Linked DNA regions of Macaca mulatta: region 1 is linked to region 2. A link is a contact called in public Hi-C data. All regions are on one chromosome and are shown on one strand. The core of a region is the stretch at or near the end of the contact, and the rest is flanking DNA. Distances in the headings are between cores, read along the strand shown. Region 1 holds the start of MTMR6 (myotubularin related protein 6). Region 2 holds the start of AMER2 (APC membrane recruitment protein 2).

Region 1 (4,767 bases), core at 1,842-4,341, 120 kb before region 2:
GAGACCAGCCTGGGCAACATGGAAAAAACCCAAAAAATACAAAAATTAGCCAGGCTTGGTGGTGCCCACCTGTAGTTCCAGTTACTCAGGAGGCTGAAGTGGGAGGATTGCTTGAACCTGAGAGGTCGAGGCTGTAAGTGAGCCGAGATTGTGCCACTGCACTCCAACCTCAGTGACACAGTAAGACCCTGTCTCAAAATAAATAAATAAAAATAAAACAAAATAAAAAGAAAGGAGAAAGGACAAGAGGGAAATAGGAAAGAAGAAAGATGCAGGAGAGAAGACAGGTGAGAAGAATAAAAAAATTAAAAAAGGGAAGAAAGAAAAAGGAAGAAGGAAAAAGAATGAAACAGTAATTATTACAGAAATAATACAAGAAAATGTCCCAGAATCGAAGGACTTATGTTTTCAGATTACAGAGCTCAAAACATTAGGCAGAAAAATAAACAAGAAAGCTAAGGTTTATTGTTGAAATTTTAGACCATTGGCGATAAAGAGACCCAAAAAGCATCCTGAGAAAGTAGAAGCGATACCTAAAGGGAAATCGGAACACCATCGGATTTCTGAACTGCATTGAAAGTTAGGATACGTCTCTGGGAGCTTTCAAAATCCTAATTAAAATTACAGAATTCTAGACCCAGTCAAACTTCCCATCAAGGATTTATGCTGCATTCACCCTTTCTCAGGAAGTTAATACAGAATATACTACATCAAAATAAAACAATGCAAGTAAGTAAATCAAGAAAGATAAACCACAGGATCTAAAAATTCAGCGCAAGTAACCAACACATTTCTCAGGCCCATGGTGAGGACAGTCCCAGGATAATACTCATTCAGTAAGCTCAGCGAACACAAGTACAAACTGAAGCAAAAGGAGAAGAGGCTCCTAGAAGCATCTGGAGACCTCTAAAGAGACGTCTTGAGGAAAAATAATGGAACTGAGTGATTGTCAGATTTAACCATAAGGAATATTCTATCTAGTGCAAGAGTAGTCAACTCAAGAGTCAAAGAAATGTCATTTAATATTTTGTCTGTTATTTTACTTTATTTCTGTAAAGCTAGGTAATTTTCTAGACTATCATATTAACATAAATAGAACTTTAATATGGATTTTGAGAAGCCAATCAATGTAAAACAGTTGTCAAGAACACAGACTTTGAAGTCAGCCTGTCTGGCTTTATAACATGGATCTTGGCTTTATCTGCTATGTGATATGGGGCAAGTTACTTTACTTCATTGTGTCTCACTTGTCTCATCTCTAAAATAAGGAAAGCAATAGCATTTTCCTCCGAATACCTGCAAAGCACTCAGTACATTTGGTCACCTGACATCATTGTGATGGCCTCTCTGTGAGAATTGGTAAAGAGAGGACACAAGAAGTGAGGAGATGAGAAGAGGGAGGATGATCTGTAGGGGAATGGGGAAGGAGGAAGATATAAATTGGGAGGAAAATGATATAAAGAGGTTTTATTAAGAAAGTCTTGCTGTGTGCTATACAATTCACCTCTTTCTGTTTTCTCAAAAAGCAATCCTCAGTAAAGACCTACATTATTTTTATCTTTCTCTCCATATATATTCGTATATATATATTTTTTCTGAACAGATTTTGTGGGGTTTTTTGGGGGGGAGGGGGTGGATGTGATACTGTACTAAGGTTGGTTTCTAGGTGGTTTAATGTAACTCTTCTTACATATTTACCTTAAAGGAGTCAGCAACTCCACCACAAAGGCTGTTGTGTTTAATAACCATCTCCATTGTGTTGGCAATCTGTCTGAAACATAGTAGGCACTCAAAACAAAACAAGCCAAGACAACTTGAACAAAATGAAACAAATAAGTGAAACAAAAATTTTAATTATAAAAGAAAATGTAGATGTTAGGCTTTTCTAACACCAATCGCAGTAAGAAAGCTGAAGATTACAAACCCTAATTCGCTTAGTACAGAATACTTACGAAACGTAGAGCAGGGTTTCTCGAACTCGAACTCCTGACTTCAATGGATCCGCCCGCCTCAGCCTCCCAAAGTGCTGGGATTACAGGCCTGAACCACCGCACCTGGCATAGAGCAGGTTTTTTCAACCTCTGCACTGTTGTTGTCTCTGAGCCGGATAATTAATTCCTTCTTGTTGGGGGGTTGGTCTGGTGCCTAGTAGGGTGTTCAGCAGCTGACTTGCGACTTGGCCTCCACCCACCAGTTGCCCCCCGCCGCCACCCCCCACCCCCATTTGAGACAACCAAAAATATCTCCAGAGCTTGCCCAATGTCCCCTGGGGAGAACACTCACTCCAGGCTGAGAAGTACCACATTAGACGCATTCTAACAAAAATAACCCTCCTCTAGAAATGTAAACTTTTTGTTTACATAAATAAAAATTACAGAACACGGTTACATCGAACCTATTGTTCTATAGCCAGTTTTTTTCTTCCCTCGGTAATGCAGCATTCGCATTTTCATTACGTGATATCCCTCTGCAGGGTGAGTTTTAATGGAGGCTGGTGCTGACATCGTATGGAATTGAGGTAGCAGGCGGGACTCTGACAGCAGACCAGATTGAGGACTAGCTAATCATCATACTTTACATAAGGAATCCGTAGTATTGGAGATTTGTTTCAAATAAGGCTGGTTTCGTTATTTGGTTATTTCCTTAGAATAATAACTCCAAATCTAATTATTTCCTTAGAATACATTCTTATGAGTAGAACTGCAGCTCAAACTAAATTGGGTGGTGTCCATTGGTATGGCGACGGACCCCAGAACATCCTCCAGTCTTGCCCTCACCCCACAAGCGCCCTTTACTGGGGATCCATTCTCGAGCAGTCTTCCTCCCCGACCGCCCCGCGTGGGCTCTGCGGGACGACAAAGACGGCCTCGGGAGGGGTGGTGAGCAGCATCGGCCTCCTCCAGCAGGGGGCGCTGTGGGATCCGCCGCGGTCCGGGACGAACCAGCAAGCCGCTCTCGGTCCGCAGACTCTCTGCCCGTCCGCCAGCCCCTTGTTCCCCGGGAGGCCGCGAGGTTTGGGGAAGTGTTTCTAGGAGACGGCGCTCGCCGGCTGCGCCTGCGCGGTTGACGCTACCGGGGCCGGCTGACGGACCCGCGTCGCTGGCCGGCGGAGGGAGTTCCCGCTAGCTCTCTGTGGCTGTCACCGCCCTGTTTCTCTAGCCCCATGGTACGCCCGTGAGGCCGGCTGCTGGCTGACGTCTCCTCGCGATGGAGCATATCCGGACGACCAAGGTAGTCGAGCGCGGGACGACCAGTCTTCAGGGGCCCTGGTCTGACCCGGCTGAGGCAGGAGGAGACGAAGGCTCGGCTGGCCTGACCGGGGCTGGGGGCCGGCCCGGCGGAGACCCGGCCCGGGGCGGGAGGGTCTGGCCAGGCCTGGTCTTGGAGGGAAGGGTCAGCTTGGGCCCAGCGGGGTGCAGAGGCCCCCTGTACCTACAGGAGCAGGGGTCCCTCCTGCAACATCTCGGGGTGCGTAGGGATAAGTCCGGGAAAACTTCCCCCGCCCTCCTAGCTCTACGTTTTCTCGGGCAAAATTGAGGCTCCTTTAACTTTGGGGTCTTTCGGCCTTTCGTTGCCTCATCTACCGGAAAATCGGTCTTCAAATTAACATTATGATGCTGTGTAAGCTTGTCCTTGCTCACATTTCTTTGCCCCGTGTCGCAGATGCACAATACGAGTTTTGGAGGAGCCGAGATCAGCTCTCCGCACCACCTCCCTTTGCTGTCTCGGTCTCCAGTCTTTTCGGATCCGGTGTTTCCGTGTAGGTGCTTCAAACTTCAGGCATTGTCCTAAGTGTCAGTAGTCAGTTTAACAGGAGTTCTGGAGAAGGGGAGAATGTTATTCCATATTTTAAAAGGCGGGATGCAGCTTTACTCGATTAATCTTATTACACTCCACGCTTAATTTTTGTGTGTGGAAGAACTTTGAGAACGAACAAATATTTTTATTTCATTACGCATTTAAAAACGAAAGGAAATGACATCAGAATATTACCAAATTACGTTTCCAACGACATTTAAGTTTAAATTTGGGAGGGAGAAAAACATAAATCGAGACGGGAAGAGTAACATTCTAAAATCACTGCGAGCCCACTGCAAGGCAGCCTCTCCACGTTTTGGCAAAGCTGAAGCCCTGTTAGTTGCTGGCCATCTTAAAGTTACGGCTCATTTAGGGAACCAGCAGATGTTCGTTATCTTCATTATTCCAAGAAGAATTTGTGTTTTTACAATTTTTTTAAATGTTTCACAAACCTTTTAAAGGTACACATGAATTTTTATTAGAGTTTGTCTTTAACGTTGTGCATACCGTATCTAACAAAATTGAAGATGCTGAAAACTAACCCCTTAAAACGTTTTTTTTTTAAGAGAAGAAAGATAAAATAACTTGAGAATTCAAGTTGTTGGTACTTAAATTTTGAAAATAGAAGGGTGCTTAAGTCTATAACCAAACTAGTAGAAGGTGCACAGATGGAAAAGAGGACTAGAGTAGACATTGGATCAGGTTCTTGTATTGGTTCCAGATACGTATTATATAGTAGCTAAGTGCACGTGACTGACTTCTGCATCAGTTCGAACCTCCTCTGTTTTTCATGTGCTTTCTACGGTGTATAGCACACAATCGAAAACCAGTAAAAGGCTGGGCACGGTGGCTTACGCCTGTAATCCCAACACTTTGGGAGGCCGTGGCGGGCAGATCGCTTGAGCCTAGGAATCCGAGACCAGCCTGGACAACATAGTGAAACCTAGTTTCTACAAAAACAAACAAAAA
Region 2 (5,026 bases), core at 438-2,937:
TGATGTCCCAAAGGAATGATACCCATCCCAAAGTCCTCTATCAGATTTCTCCCAGGAGGCCCAAAGATTCTCATGTAAATTAGAGTCACATTTGACCTGTCCTGATGGGTGAATAAACAGACCACTTTCTCCCAGTGGAGAAAGGGAGATTTTTTAATAGGCGACTTACTTTTCCTTGATCCCAGTCACAAACTCTTCCAAACTGACAGAGCTACATAGTAACTCACAAATCTAAGCAACTGTATGGGGTGTGTGTGTGTGTGTGTGTGTGTGTGTGTGTGTGTGTGTATGTGTGTAAAATTGAGACTTTCTATTGTTCTTCAAAAGGTTGTAAAGACATAACGAATGGGTTTCTCTTTACAGTTCCTTACACCCGGTCTCCCCAGGAAGCACTGAGGAGTCTGATTCATGATGTCAAGCGGTCAGTTAGAATCCCGGAAAGCCTCTTTCTGGTCTCACCTTACTTCCTGTTCCAGGAGAGACGCTCATTAATAGTGAGAGAGAGTTCATGGGATTAGAGTCCGGAAGTAACAACCTCTTGTGAACCTGAACTCATTGATTTCTTTGTTTTACAAAACAGTGTTCTTGATAAAAATAAACAAAAAAGGAAATAATACAACTAATAACTCCAATGTCTAAATGTAAACCAGCTGTATCTCATAACAACAGAAGCTGCAATGGCCAACATACGTCATTAATAAAACGCCAACTTATGCGGATGGGGATTGGGATTTCTTGGCATGATGCAAACAGCACATAAAAAATGAGTAGGGAAGAGACTGGTATTTGTATACATATGTAATTATTACATATATTCTTAAACGATATCTAATAAATAATCAAATGATTGAATAACATAAACTATATATACTATATTAATATAGTTATATTAATTATGTTAATATATTAATACATGTATATGCTTATATTAATATGTCTATTAATATGTGTTCTATTAATATATTAATTATATCAATTATTAATATTATATTAATATATGTATATGCTTATATATTATTATATAATCATATATCATATTAATATAATGTATATAATAATATTATATACATTATATACATATATACATATAATATATACATATATACATATATAACATATACATATATAATATGTATATATAATATACATATTATTGTATACATTATATTAATATATGTATATGCCTCTCCAAATTTCTTCTTTTTGCTAAGGAGCACTCATCTGGGATTATGAAATCAGATGTCACGATGAGAATATTAGCAGTCACTTTTAAAATCAGAACACAGAGGAGATCCCTAGACTGGGCTGTTTCCAGAAAAAAGGTTTTCCCTCTCCCCAGGCCAGGCCGGTAGGAACGTCTGCAGAGACCCCTGGACACACAGGGACCCCTGCCAAGCTTTTTCTGCTCTGTCTGTTGGGGAAGGGGGCTACAAGTCAGCCCTGGTGGGATGGGGGAGGGGAGTGGTACAGCAGTGACAGGAACAATGCCAGCGTCCCGCTGAGTGGGAAAGGAGAGGGCAGGACCCAGACCCGAAGGCCCACCTGTGGAGTGGGTCTGAGATGCCCAGCCTGTGTTCTCGGTCAGCTTGTCTATTGTTATCAGATGTGGGCTGGGCCCCGGCGTCTGTGACTTCATCCCATGGTGGCTGGAGTCTGGGATAAAACTCATGGTTGTCCCAAAGGTGCAGCCAAACTCCACCCCGGGGAGCTGTTGTGCGCGCATTGCCGGGTTGCTGATCCACTGAGTGGTGCCGTGTACTTTTGTCACAAGAACCATAACCATAACGACAGCCACACCGCATGGACCTAGCGTGTGCTTAGCTCTGGACAAGACATGGATGTAGGCAGACGTGCTTCCTGCCTGCTGCGCTTAGTGCACTAGTGCTAAGGACAGACATGCAGGGCTTGGGAAAGGCATGAAGATGCATGGAGTCCAGGAGAGAGAGGATAAGAAAAGCAAGCATTTTGTGCTGGGTTGAATTGCGCTGTCGTTTTCAGAGGCATTGCGTGATCCACGGTTGCGCTCCCGCGAAGCGCGAGTCTGCAGAAGGATTCGGAAGGTGGGTGAGAGTTGAGGGAATCTGAATTCCATCATTACGACTCGAATTTCTGCAATCAGCTCGCGGCTGTGTCGCCTGCTCGTGCCCCACAAACGCCATGCAGCGCCGCGCCAAGTCGGATGGAAGTGGGTTAGGGGATTACATAAGCCCTTGCGGGAGGGAAGATGGTCTTTTATGTGTGTTTCTTTTGCAGCGGCGGCGGCGAGCGCGGCTCAGGTTGATTTAGAACACGGGTGACAGTGGCCTGGCGCGAGCCCACTGCTGACGACAGCGGCTCAGCCCGCGCGGTTTCCATGGAGACGAGCCGGAGCCGCGGCGGCGGCGGGGCTGTCAGCGAGCGCGGCGGAGCTGGCGCGTCCGCGGGGGTCTGCAGGAGGAAGGCGGAGGCCGGGGCCGGGACCCTCGCGGCAGACATGGACTTGCATTGTGACTGTGCCGCCGAGACGCCGGCCGCCGAGCCGCCGTCGGGGAAGATTAATAAAGCCGCCTTCAAATTATTCAAGAAAAGGAAATCGGGTGGCACCATGCCCAGCATTTTTGGGGTCAAAAACAAAGGGGACGGGAAGAGCTCGGGTCCGACGGGGCTGGTGAGGAGCAGGACCCACGACGGACTGGCCGAGGTGCTGGTGCTGGAGAGCGGCAGGAAGGAGGAGCCGCGCGGCGGGGGCGACGGCGGCGGGGGCGGCGGGGGGCGGCCGAATCCGGGGCCCCCCAGAGCCGCGGGGCCCGGCGGGGGCTCCCTCGCCAGCAGCTCGGTGGCCAAGTCGCACAGCTTCTTCTCGCTGCTGAAGAAGAACGGGCGCTCGGAAAACGGCAAGGGGGACCCCGCGGACGCGAGCAAGGCCGGCGGCAAACAAAAGCGGGGGCTGCGGGGGCTGTTCAGCGGCATGCGCTGGCACCGGAAAGACAAGCGGGCCAAGGCGGAGGCCGCGGAGGGGCGCGCGGCCGGGGGCGGCCTGATCCTGCCCGGCTCGCTCACCGCCAGCCTGGAGTGCGTCAAGGAGGTGACGCCCAGAGCCGCGCGCGAGCCGGAGGAGCCCGGCCAGGACGCCCCGCGAGACCCAGCAGGTGAGCCCGCAGGGGGAGAGGAGGTGCCCGCCCCCGCCGACCGCGCCCCAGCGCGGAGCTGCCGAGAGGCCGAGGGCCCCGACACCGGCGCCCGGGGAGAGGACGCCGCGGGGCATCGGCGCGCCGAGAAGCCCCGGGGACCCCCCGAGCCGGGGCCCGGGGAGGTCCGCACGGCCGAGGACGCGTCCAGGACGGGGGCCGTTCCGGTCAAGACGGTCCCCCTTGTCGACTCCGAAGGCGGCAGCGGCCGGGCGCCCGCCGCCCCGGACCCTGCCTCTGTCGATCCACCCTCAGACCCGTCGGCAGATCGTATTTGTTTGATGTTTTCTGACGTGACTTCACTGAAAAGCTTTGACTCTCTTACAGGCTGTGGAGATATTATTGCAGACCCAGAGGAAGAGGCAGGTCCCAGCTGTGACAAGCATGCCCCCGGGCCAGGCAAGCCGGCTCTCTCTACAAAGAACCCCGGCGTGGTGGCCTACCAGGGAGGCGGGGAAGAGATGGCCAGCCCGGACGAGGTGGACGACACCTACCTGCAGGAGTTCTGGGACATGCTGTCCCAGACCGAGGAGCAGGCACCCGGGCCCCAGGAGGGCGCGGCTAAGGTGGCAGCTGCGCTGGAAGCCAAGGTGGCGCCCGAAACCCCCAAAGACACCAGGTGTGTGGAAGCGGCCAAGGACGCGTCCTCGGTCAAGCGCAGGAGGCTCAACCGGATTCCCATCGAGCCCCATCCGAAGGAGGAGCCCAAGCACCCGGAGAAGGAGCAGCAGGAAGGCGTCCCCAACAGCGACGAGGGCTACTGGGACTCCACCACGCCAGGCCCAGAGGAAGACAGCGCCAGCAGCGGGAAGAAGGCGGGCATCCCCCGGGATAGCTACAGTGGGGACGCGCTCTACGATCTCTATGCCGACCCGGACGGAAGTCCAGCAACCCTTCCTGGGGGGAAGGACAACGAGGAGACGTCCTGCCTGTCCCGGTTAAAGCCCGTATCTCCAGGCACCATCACTTGTCCGCTGCGAACCCCAGGCAGCTTGTTGAAGGACTCTAAGATCCCTATTAGCATCAAGCATCTGACCAACCTTCCATCTAGCCATCCCGTGGTGCACCAGCAACCCTCCAGGAGTGAGATGCCCAGAACAAAAATCCCGGTTTCCAAAGTGCTGGTCCGCAGAGTCAGCAACCGGGGCTTGGCTGGGACCACCATCAGGGCAACGGCCTGCCACGACAGTGCCAAAAAGTTGTGAGGTCTTCCAGGCCAAAGTGGATGGGCCACATGTCAAGGAATACAACTTTTCCCTGGAAACCACTGCAGTTAGTTTTGCTTTTCCTAAAGAAAGTCTTTTAGGACACCACCCGTCCCCGCCTGCTCCAGAGCATGGACCGAGGAGGTGTCTGTGCCCTGAGCAGGGACAGGATAACACCGGAAAGAGGGATGCTACACTTGGGATTCTCCTCTCAAGATAAGTCCCTGAGAGTTATTTTCAAGCACTTTTTTCTTTTTTACCTTTAAGTTTTTCTTCTTTTTTTCTTTAATATAGTGAACACTTGGAAGTCACCTTTACTTGCCTTTGCAGAAAACAGGACTTAGCCAAACCTAAATAAGAGTCATGCCTGGATATTGGGATGAGCCAGTGTCCGGAGGCTTGAAGGAACCACTGAAGAACCAGAGGAGATCTCCTCTTCCAAGACAGATTTCCTTCCTTCCCTTCTTTCCTCTTTCCTTTCCAGGAAAAAAAAAGAAAAAGGAAAAAAAAGAAAGAACCTTTGCTGTATCACTGTGTGGAAAACACCTCCAAAGCTGAAAGAGCCAGGTATTTACCTGATGAGCGGAGGGGACCATTGATTGGCAGAAAACTTCCCTACTTCAGTTGCTAGATATGCAAATTGATAAGTATCTA

The links. Hi-C and Micro-C count contacts between places; a contact is called where the count stands out from the background.
Region 1: a contact with region 2 is called in a Hi-C map of fetal cortex germinal zone, with 4 times the contacts expected there. The contact joins the promoter of MTMR6 here to the promoter of AMER2 in region 2. A contact is called at or near these places in 2 of 14 Hi-C or Micro-C datasets (fetal cortex germinal zone and fetal cortical plate).

What each region holds. Positions count from the first base shown.
Region 1 is chr17:5,514,487-5,519,253 of T2T-MMU8v2.0, reverse strand. It overlaps MTMR6 (myotubularin related protein 6), which reads left to right and starts at 3,091. Exons shown (of 14, transcript NM_001267015.1): 1 at 3,091-3,231. The coding sequence starts at 3,208.
Region 2 is chr17:5,396,261-5,401,286 of T2T-MMU8v2.0, reverse strand. AMER2 (APC membrane recruitment protein 2) reads left to right here and starts at 1,687. Exons shown (of 2, transcript XM_077974287.1): 1 at 1,687-3,128; 2 at 3,495-5,026. The coding sequence starts at 2,354. The coding sequence ends at 4,372.